Linked DNA regions of Mus musculus: all the other regions are linked to region 3. Evidence: chromatin contacts called from public HiChIP or PLAC-seq data. All regions are on one chromosome and are shown on one strand. Each heading gives the region's core, a stretch centred on a gene start, on an enhancer-like site or on the middle of the called end of the contact. The rest is flanking DNA. Distances are from core to core; before and after follow the strand shown. Region 1 holds the start of Krt20 (keratin 20). Region 2 holds the start of Krt23 (keratin 23). Region 3 holds the start of Tns4 (tensin 4).

Region 1 (3,527 bases), core at 215-2,714, 350 kb after region 3:
CTTTGCTCTAAAGGCCTTTGCAATCATTTCGAGATTTAAACAAAACCCAAGGGGAGGCTTTTCCTGATGAGATAAGAACCCCGGGGCTGGGCAAATGGTGTGTGCCGATGCTTGAGGTCCTCAGTCAGGAGCGAAGTCTCCCACTTTTATTCCATTGGCTTTATAGAAAGGGGAACCCCACCTACCATGGATGACACAGGAACAGATTGTGATATGACTGTAATAAACTTAAATTGGGGGCAATAGAACATTTTATTATCACAGAGGTGCATTATAAAATGCTTGGTGATAGTGAGGAGATAATTAAATAAGACACTAAAAAATCCAGGTATCAGAACCGTGTATGGTGGCACAGTTCTTTAACCCCAGTGCTGAGGCAGTGGAGGCAGGAGGATGGTGAGGTCCAGACTAGCCTGGGATACACAGATCTTGTATCAAAGAGCAGTTCATCCATCCATCCATCCATCCATCCATCCATCCATCCATCCCCTATCACACAACTATTTATCAATCAGTATACATATCATTAATATCTGTAATCTGTATCCACCCTGAACCCTTTTGTTATTTATACCCATAGTAGGTTAATATATTTGTTATAACATTCATATAATGAAAGATGAAAAATCTCTTTAAATCAACTTGAGTCTTCAAAGTTAGTAAAGACTACTGGCAAACTCACATATAGAAACCATTGGAGGTCTTTGAAAAATAAGATTATCCACAATGAAGACCTTATATTGTAAGCCATAACAAAGATTTGAACTGCAATTTTGGATGATAAAATGATCATATTTTATATATAATTAGTTGAAGTTTTAGAAAAAATGTGAGTTAGACTCATCCTGTTTACAGATACCACATGATAAAATACATTTTTTTTTCAATTATACATTTCAACCTAATCTGCTTCATGTGTTCGAATTCACCTAGCATACATCTCTCAATCCATTAGGCAACTAAACAGTGAGGTAGAAATTACAGGCTTCATGGCTCACCTGATTTTGCAGCTCTTTAATCTGTGCGTAGTAGGAGCTATAGTCTCGGATGGTGCTCGGCGCGTTGGTTTCGTACCACTGCTTGATCTGGGCTTCAAGTCTGGAATTGGATTGCTCCAGGGAGCGCACTTTTTCTAGGTAGTTTGCCAATCTGTCGTTCAGGTTCTGCATTGCCAGTTTCCCATTGCCCCCAAACAGGTCCGATCCGTTGGAGAGATCACCCCCGTAGCTCATTACGGCTTTGGAGACAGAGATGCGAGTGCCATGGCCTCCAGCCCCACCATAGACGCTGGGTGCAGCCCCCAGACGCTGCACAGTCCCCTTCCTATACAGCGAGCCACTCATGCTGAGTGCTGGGCCTTGTGAGGAGGAACTCAGACTTCGGTGAAAACTTTGACGACTGAAATCCATCTGGGATGTAGGGAGGCAACGCCTGTAGCCTGGACTTGGAGCACAGCCTGTCTGTCTCGGGCTGCTGTGGAGATGACCTTTTATAGAGTTCAAGAGACTCCTCCTCTGCTGCCGTGTCACCTCAGGAATGACACAGTCCACCTTCCTGTCTCCCCTTCCCCCTCTTTTGTACGGCAATACGTTTCATTCCATTCCAGAAATTTCTACCAGAGGCACTTTTTAAAGGCTTTCCTGTGGGGGTGGTGGGAGTGGAGGTTTCTTTTTAATAAACAGAGATAACAAAAAGGACGAGGAAGGGGTGTCCTTTCAGGTCTTGCACCTGCCCTGGCAGGTTTTTTTTTTTTCATCCTGTATACAAATAAAGAATATTTACAATCTATATGAATAATTCAGGCATCGAACAAGACAGCTGTGGGAACATAATATAAGTCACACTGGTGAGAAAAGACAATGGCTTGTTCAAATGATTTTCTTTTAAAAAATGTTTTATGCTTCTTTAAATTTTTTTTTTACTTTTAAGTTTATCCTTGTTTAGAATTTATATTTACAGTCTATTGAAATGTCTTGAGTGAAGCTGGGTGTGTGGGTGTGCACCTGAGATTCTAGCACCCGGGAGTCAGAGGTGGGGGGGATCAGGACTAGTTTGAGGCCAGCCTGGTTGAAGTAAGGTGTTCCAGTCTAGCCCAGTGTTGTGTAACAAGACACTGTCTCAAAGTGCAGCTCCCCCCACCCCCGTTTAAGAATTGAATACGGTCAGTAGGTGAATATGTAAATGATTATCGGTGGGCGGTGGGTCAGTTGATTTTGGAGTTTTTTAAAAAAAGATATTTTAAATAGCATTTTTGGATAATTTCATCCATGCACATGTAGCGTATCTTGATAAACTCCTCTCCCACTCGCCTCTCCAGCTGCCTCCGAAGCGCCTAACACAACCCCACCCAAACTTCATACCTCTTTTTATCTTTTTCTTTTTAAAAATAACCAACTGGATCTAATTAGTGCTGCCTGTATGCTTGTGGGTGTGCGGCCTTGGACTGGGTGTGTGAGCAGCCTGTCAGAGGTCATAGATCCTCTGCCTGGCTCCCAGCAGCCTGCAACTGCCAGGAACATCTAGGTTAGCAAGGGGACCTTATTTAAAAAAAAAAACAAAAACAAAAACAAACTTGTTATAAGAATCTTGCAAATATTTTTAAATCTAGTGCTTCTTAAAAAAGAAACAGCAACATTAAATTACTGCGAAACTCCTGCTTTTAATAACTGGCATATTGCATATATTGCATACTGCTTCCTCTGTCTGAGGCCAGCTAGACACCACCAGGGGATTCTTTTTGCTTCTATCTTCCTAACGCTGGCTGTAGGAGCTGCCTCTTAGGACCCCTGATGGATCCCAGTTTCACTGTGTAGATTCCTACGCTCACAGCAAAGTGGCTCCCCGAGAGTGGAAAGAAGGTTGCAGGTGGCTACAGGACTCACATCTAACTTCCCAGAAGCTGCTGATATAAGAGGGCAATTACTCTGTGCCCCGGCCACTCGGTCTATTGATTTGTTTGAGTAGAAACATTCCTTCTAGAGGTGGAATCTGTTTCTATGCAGGAGACTTTGTTGCTTCCTCCAGGCACACGTGTGGGCCCCATCTCACCAGCGGGGACTGATGCTAAGCTCTCCCTAAGGGTGGAGCAAAGAACTTCTGCATACATCTCCTTTCATTCAGACTTCTGACTGAAAATGTGTGCACGCACGCACGCGCACACACTCACTCACAAATTCACAATCCGCTTATGTTTCTTTTCCAAATAACTCTCTTCTAAAAGAAAGTAAGAGCCTATTGTTTTTGTCTTATAAATAACATGCCTTTAAGTGATAAGTTGTGTTATATTTCATCTCAGTTATAAGTGATAAAGGAAAAGCTATACAGAAGTAGAAACTGACAGGCTAACCCCACATTAGACCCTGTATGGTGTCTGTGGACAGCATTGCTATTCATACGTAACTCAGCTCATCTTTGCCAATTTGTTAATAGATGTCACGGCTGAAATTTGTAGTTAGCAAGCTTTTAGAGACATATAGATTTTGTGTGTGTGTGTGTGTGTGTGTGTGTGTGTGTGTGTAAGTGAATGT
Region 2 (3,409 bases), core at 420-2,919, 400 kb after region 3:
CTGGTATTTCTTTTGGGAGTCATGCTCCCAGCTTTCCATCTGTAGACATCATCTTTCCCCTCCATTCTAAAACCAAAGCAACTTCATGAAACGAAAAAACAGCGTGAGGATGTTGAGTCACCTTGTTTTCTTCACAGAGACGACCGCGCACTCTGTAGTTAAGGCAATTACGCACTTGGTTATTAGGCCGATTATTCAATAATTAGGGGTCATTACAAGGACAGATTTATGTTATCTTGATTGGTCCTTCCTACATTCAAGCAAAGATGGCTGAGCATTGTGAAATAATATGGTATTAATATTGGAAGCCTGCAATGGCCTTTCCGGGGGTGCGGGGGTTAAATCATGCTCCTTCATACAAAGGGAAGGGTTATAGCTTTAAGAACACAACTGTGAGATGACTGTCACCCCTCTGCTTGTATCCAGGCATCCCAGAAAGTAGAAGCTGAGCATCTTAGGTGTTTGACTGGGAAGCATGGTATTCTTTGGGAAGCCCATCTCTCCAGTTTTTAAATGCCCAATTTTACTATTCTCACCCCCCCACCCCCAGCAATATGCCTTTATCAGAAGTGTGACCCACTTTATCTTTTAGCAGTTCCTAGAAAAATATCCAGGGATGTCCACGATCTATCTGCTGCTGGAGAGACAGCTTTTTCCGCATGACCTACACAGTAGCGTAACTCAGCCTTTTGTTGATAGAGAGTCACACTGTCGTCAGGCCTCTGAGGTGGAGCAGAACTGATCTGATTTGGAAGCAAATTCTCTCCTGGGCCTTGTGTACCGAGGGTGCACCCTGCATAGCAGCCTTATCATTTCTGTGATGTCGTTGGATCTTACGTGATACTTGCACGGTGACAGGCTGTCTGACACTCCTAAGGCTCACATATTTGGTTCACCCCCCGCCCCACCCCCCCATGTTTTAAAGTGTGTAGAAAACCAGGCAGTTTTGCTGTTTAAAAGATAGTGTATAGTAAATCTGAAATGTTTGCTGTCTGGTTTCTACATCATTTGCAGAGAGGAAATTATTTTTATAAACAGATTTCCCCGAATCCATCCATACTTAAGCTATAGCAGTAAGATTTGGGTGAGCAGTACTTGAGCTGAGTTCTTTTTGCTGTTTGCCCTGGGAACTGCCATGCACACAGTCTGGTTCCCCCTCCCTCTATCCTCTCTGGGTATGGCAGTACCATAGCTACAGGGTCTCTCTCAGTGTCTTACCTGCTCCTGCAGGCGGCTGATGTTTTCCTCATACTGGGAATAATCCTTTCTGTGGCTGGGTTCTCTCTCCTGATGCCACCTTAGTATACGGGTTTCCAGCTTCGAGTTAGCCTCCTCTAGAGCCCGCACCTTCTCCAGATATGTGGCCAGGCGATCGTTGAGATTCTGCATGGTGGCCTTGCCATTGCCACCTAGCAGGGGACTGCTTCTTCCAGACCCCCATGATCCTCCAGGAGGCAGGCAGCCTGGCGTGGTGAAGGAAAGGGAGATGCGGACACCCCCTGCGCCTCCATGGACACTCGGTGCCCGATGGCAGCTCCCCTGCCGCCCCCGGGTGCTTCCGAGGCTGTGGACAGAGGCCGAGTAGGTCTGGTTAAAGCTGTGGCTGGAGTTCATGGTCCCATCTGTGTATGGAGCAGGGCTATCTCAGCTCTCTGACGCTCACAGGACTGAACTGCCTCAGACTGCTTGAGATGGTTTTATGCCCTTTGCTGTGGGAGTTTCCTTCTCTGACAACTGTACCGACAAGATCCTATCATTGTGCAATGTGTGTTTCCTCTTGGTCAATCCGGAGGTGCCCCTGGGCCAACACACTCTGCTGTTGTTGTTTAGAACCACGTGAATATGCCAGTTACCACCTCCCTCCCAGTGGTAACCCGGAGGCGTGGCCCAGGCCACCAGGTGGGTAGCAGATCTCAGATGTCTTTCTAATCTCGCAGTGGAAAATTTCCAATGTACATTCGCCCAAAAAAGGTCAGATTAAAGTCCACAGTAAGACTGGTGTGGTATAGCTTTTCTTTTAAAAAAAACCAACCATTAATCTCTCTCACACACACAGTGCTCCAGATAAACCCTCTTACACCAGGATAAGAAAGACTTACAAGGTTAGAACCAGAACAAACCAGAATCTCAAGTCCTGGAGGAAATCTGCTCCCGTGCGGAAGGAAACAGAGAGGGCTCTGAATATCTGATTCCTTTGTGTCTGCTGCCGTTTGATGGAAAGTAATTTCAAAGGAATCACTCTTCAGAACAAACCCTCAATTACAGTCGTAATTAATTAATGAATGACTGGCCTTCCGCTTCCAGGATGCCTTTGATCCCAGCACACCTCAAAACCAAACAAGCCAGCCTGTGCCTGGGATGTCCCTGGGCTCCAGGGAGGAAAAGATGGCTTTGCTATTTGACCAGTAGCCCTGGGCAGTCTCTGTTTTTTTTGGTTGAGTCCCCGGACCATTGACCTGTATGCGATCTACAGCAGGGGCTATGAAAACAGGAAGCCCGTCGTGGTGGTCTGACATGTGTGATGCATCTTAACTTTCTGCCAAGGCAGAGGTTGAGAGTGAATAATGATGTAGTTTGGGGCAAGGGCTCTGTGCTGGTTACTGGTGACTCCATTTAAAGATGACGTAGAAATAAGCTGTCAGGGTCTATGGAGATAGTTCAGAGGGTCAGGGTCCTTGCTGGGCCAGCCATGCACACAGTCTATGTGTATCCCCAGAGTCTATGTGTGGTGTTGCTATTACACCTTTCCGTTGTTGGTGTGAGTGCAGAGACAGGAGGGTCTCTGGGGCTTGGAGCCCACCAGTGTAACTCCTGGTTTAAGGAGAGACTCTGTCTCAGTGGAATAAGGTAGAAGGTGACAGAGGAGGACACCCAGTGACCTTTGCTGCTTTCTGGTGTGCTCATCCTCTCCCACCCCCATGCTCACAAACATGAGGCACACATACATACGAAACAAAAAATAAAATGTCAGTTATCAGAAGAGACTTTGGTGTCACTCTTCAATGCCACCAACTGCACAGATCAGGGAAAATGAGGCCTGTATGGGATATGGGGAGGATGAACTGAGTTAGGGAAGCCACATAGCACTGCTATCAGTCACAAAGAGGTCCTGTACAGGACCATAATGGTACTTCTTCCATAATGGTAATGGACCTTCTCTGCCTCCTAGACATTGTTTAATCCTTATAACAACTATTGGGTTGTGTGTGTGTGTGTGTGTGTGTGTGTGTGTGTGTGTGTAGGGGGCTACTGAGAATGGAGCCTATAACCAGGGGTAGGCAAACACTGCCCAGTTATAATACACTTTGCTGATAAAGGACCAGGGGTTCGCAGAGGTGAGTGATTCGAGGCTATTTGCATGTGCAGTGTAGTTGAGTACAAGACTTTGTCTCTTCCTTGCAAAGATAGG
Region 3 (3,491 bases), core at 866-3,365:
TGATGCCACATACTTGTTTCTCATGGATTGGTGTTGGGGAGGAGGTAAAAGGTCCTGGGACAGCCTAATGAGAAAGCTGGGTGGAACAGGGACACGCTGACCCCAGTCCTTCTGGAAGCTGTGAGCTTTGCTGTCGGCCTACCGTGTCAGAGCATGAAGCTACAATGTGCTGCGTGAGGAACCATTCAACCATTCTGGAGTTGAGTTAGAAATTGGGGCTCATGGAGTATGACCTCCTCATTAGGGGTTTCCCAGGTACCAAGCACCCATCCAGGTGCCAGGCACTGGTCAACAATGCCTGGCAAGTCAACCTTCTCAAGGCCCTAGCCTCTGGTTGGTCTCAGTCCATTTTGCCCCTGAAGATACCGAGACTCACAGAAGTCAAGAAAGCACCAGGGGTTGGGGGTGGTGCACACACCTGTAATTGCAGCACTAGAGATGTACAGGCAGGAGGAGGAGCTACATAGCAAGTTCAAGGCTACCTTGAGATAGATGAGTCCCTGTCTCAATTCCCCCATCCCTCATCCCCCAACCAAGCAATCAAATAACCCACAAAACCCCAAGAGGCTTCATATTTGAGATTCAAATCTAGGCCTTGGACCGTTTGTAATCTTAACTCCTTCAGCTACACAGAGTTTAAAGGCAGAGGGGACACAGAGATAGGGCCATGGTATGCCTAATGACAAAAAGCCAGGCGTGTCTGGAACCCCCCCTGCCCCGCCCCAGGTGCCTATGGCTTTGTTATCAGACTTCTTGGCTGGGTCCTGGAAGCAGGGGGGGGGGGTTGGGTAGTGGTGGGGAACAAGAGGAGGGGGCGCTCATGCTGGTGTGGAGAAGTCATGTGGTGAATCAAATCTACAAATGGCAGTGGAATGGTGCTGGCCTCTGAGCGCCTTCCTTGGGGGCAGCCGAGGACACAGAGCCCAAGACACAGCTTTTCCCACAAAGTCTCCAAGAGTCCAAGGAGCCAGGCACAGCTGGCAGGATTCACTGCCAGGCCTAAAGAGGAAGCTGGGAGACTCCGAGCAGGGTGTACTTGAAGCTGAGCATTCCCCACGACCAGGACTCAAGGTGGCCCAGCCGCTGCCTTTGTGCATAAGGATACGTCCTTCTCTGAGCAGATCTCAGAGGTTTTATCTGTCTGATGGTGACTTGATAATTAACAGACCCTCACTCTTTTTCCCAACAGTTCTGATGGGGGAGTGCTGACAGGGCTGAGGGTCTTGCCCAGGCTACAAGTGTATGTCCTGAATCTCGTGGGAGGTACTCTTGTCTCTAAATGTCCCACAGGATCACCCTCTATTCTCTGTCTGGACCCAGCAGATACTGAACTTCAGGGAGAGATGCTGAGAACAGGAAACCCTTCTGCACCTTCTCATTTGACCTTCCCAAGTCACCCCTGGGCTCAGGCTCAGACTCTGTCTGCTCCTCTGAGATGTGGCTATACACTCCAGGGCCTCCCAGCCCTGCTCTACGTCTTAGAGAGGAGTGCCTGGGCTCAGATTGTATGTGTGTGTGTGTCTTAGGAAGGATTCCAGTTATCTCTGCCCTATTTACAGCTCCCTCCTACCTTCTCGTCTTCAGAATCTAACTCTTGTTCCTTTCACTTTCCCTCCTCAAAACTCTGGGGGGCAGGGAACTCCTGGGGCAGCTGGAAAGCCCTCATGGTCATCCTGGTTTACCTCATAGGAGCCCAGGTAGAGAAGGCAGAGGATGGAGTCCCAGTCTCCCCCCACCACACAAGCCCAGGATACCCATCATTTGAGCCTACTCCTTCCTCATTGTCCCTTGCCTCCCTAGAAGCCATGTGGCTTCACTTAGGGCAGCAGGCAGAGGACAGCCTCCTAGACTGGCTTAGTGCTCTGTTTAGGAGTTAGGAGACCTGGGTCTATCCAGGCTCTAATCTGATGTCCAAGATCCCAAGGCCAGCTTTTTCTTTCGTGGCCTTGGATTCTATTAGCTGTGCACCCGGGATGCAGACTTAGCTCTAGTTTAAGCTCAGACAGAACTAGGTTCCCCCAACCTCACCCAGTGAGTAAAACACCTACCTGCTCGTGGCCGCTGTTCCACTCAAGACTCTCAGGATTGAACTGTGCTGAGGCCAGGTAAACTGCAAGAGGAGGAGCCAGCAAACCTTACTCGCCTTAAAAATAGCCCGCCTTCTGCCCGCCCCGCTTCTCCCCTATGGCCCTACACGTGGCCTTGACAGTCGCTGGCCCCGCCCCAGAGGTGTCCTAACTGCTCAGGTGGGGCAGGAACAGGCTGGGAGAGGTGTGTGTTAGGGGTGGGGGATGCAAGCACCGGTTAGGGATGAGTAAGTGAGTGTGTGTGTGTGTGTGTGTGTGTGTGTGTGTGTGTAGGGGCCCCAAGCTCCTAACTTGGCCCTCCCGTGTACCGTGATGCCTAGACAGAGTTGTGCTGCCGCTGGCCTCCCTCTCACCTTATGTAGGAAGGAGGAAACAGTAGGTTGGCAGAGACAGTGAGAAGGGAGAGCTTGGGTCTTGGTAAAGGACGCTAGTGGGTAGGAAACCCTTCCCCAGACCTATGCTATGGCTCTGGATGCCTCTGTGAGGCTCACTCATGGTCTTTTCTTCCTTCTGTCCTGTTGTAAGGCCACCTCCAGCCTGGGAACAAGGCTTCTGGCCTAAGGGAAGAAGTGGAAGGCCCTGGAGGGCTCTGCCTAGGGCTTGATATCCTGCTTCTCAATGATTCACCCTCCTAGGAAGCTCTGCTAAGCATCCTCTCCTATTTCCATGTCTACGACTTCCTCCCTGCCAGGGGTTCCTTAGGATGCTGTTAGGGAATGTCCAGCCAGGGTGAGGGACACTCAGACCCCCATCTGAGCAGGTTGGAGGAAAGTGTTTTCAGCCTGATCTTGAGAGTGGGTGGCTCAGCATCTCCGTTGGGCTCTGCAGTCTACTTTCTGGATTGTTTCTGAAGACCCATGATGCGACAGTGCGCCTGCCACAGGAGGAAGCTAGGGTCAAGCGGTACAGGTAACATTGAAAGGCGTCCTCCGGTATTCATATGATGCAGCAGATGCCAGACTTGACGAATACCTAATGTATCCTTGAAGGAAGAAACTGGCTAGCTGCGGCAAGCTAAGGTGGACATGGTCTGTAGGCTTTAGCTTTATGGGCGAGTAGGAGGGAAGACTGCTGAGTTTCTTGGGTGGAAGGGTGGGCTACATGGAGGAGAAATGGCTCTGCCATTGGAGCTCCGTTGTTGCTTGCCCAGCGTGTAGGAAGCCCTAGATTTGATTTTTTTAAAAAAATTTTCTCTCTCTGCAGTTAACCATTTTTGGTTCACACTTAGCCACTTCCTCCAGCTTAACTAGCCCAGAACACTGATTTCAGTTTCAGCGGCCCATCTCTTCTCTCCACTCCCACTTTTGGACGCAGCCAGTATTGCCAACAGGATGACATACCTGTCTATGTTTGGTAGGACTGTCTTCCTCAGTCTGACGCCGTGATGGGTTCCCATCTTGCATC

The links. HiChIP or PLAC-seq counts read pairs in DNA pulled down with a chosen protein or histone mark.
Region 1: a contact with region 3 is called in a FOXA1 HiChIP or PLAC-seq map of pancreatic cancer cells. The contact joins the promoter of Krt20 here to the promoter of Tns4 in region 3. A contact is called at or near these places in 1 of 484 Hi-C or Micro-C datasets (neural progenitor cells) and 1 of 115 datasets of contacts at active chromatin or transcription factors (pancreatic cancer cells).
Region 2: a FOXA1 HiChIP or PLAC-seq map of pancreatic cancer cells shows a contact between it and region 3. The contact joins the promoter of Krt23 here to the promoter of Tns4 in region 3. A contact is called at or near these places in 2 of 115 datasets of contacts at active chromatin or transcription factors (extraembryonic endoderm stem cells and pancreatic cancer cells).

The regions. Positions count from the first base shown.
Region 1 is chr11:99,436,689-99,440,215 of GRCm38.p6, forward strand. Krt20 (keratin 20) reads right to left here and starts at 1,465. Exons shown (of 8, transcript NM_023256.2): 1 at 999-1,465. The coding sequence starts at 1,409.
Region 2 is chr11:99,491,451-99,494,859 of GRCm38.p6, forward strand. It overlaps Krt23 (keratin 23), which reads right to left and starts at 1,670. Exons shown (of 8, transcript NM_033373.2): 1 at 1,219-1,670. The coding sequence starts at 1,614.
Region 3 is chr11:99,087,191-99,090,681 of GRCm38.p6, forward strand. It overlaps Tns4 (tensin 4), which reads right to left and starts at 2,116. Exons shown (of 13, transcript NM_172564.3): 1 at 2,049-2,116.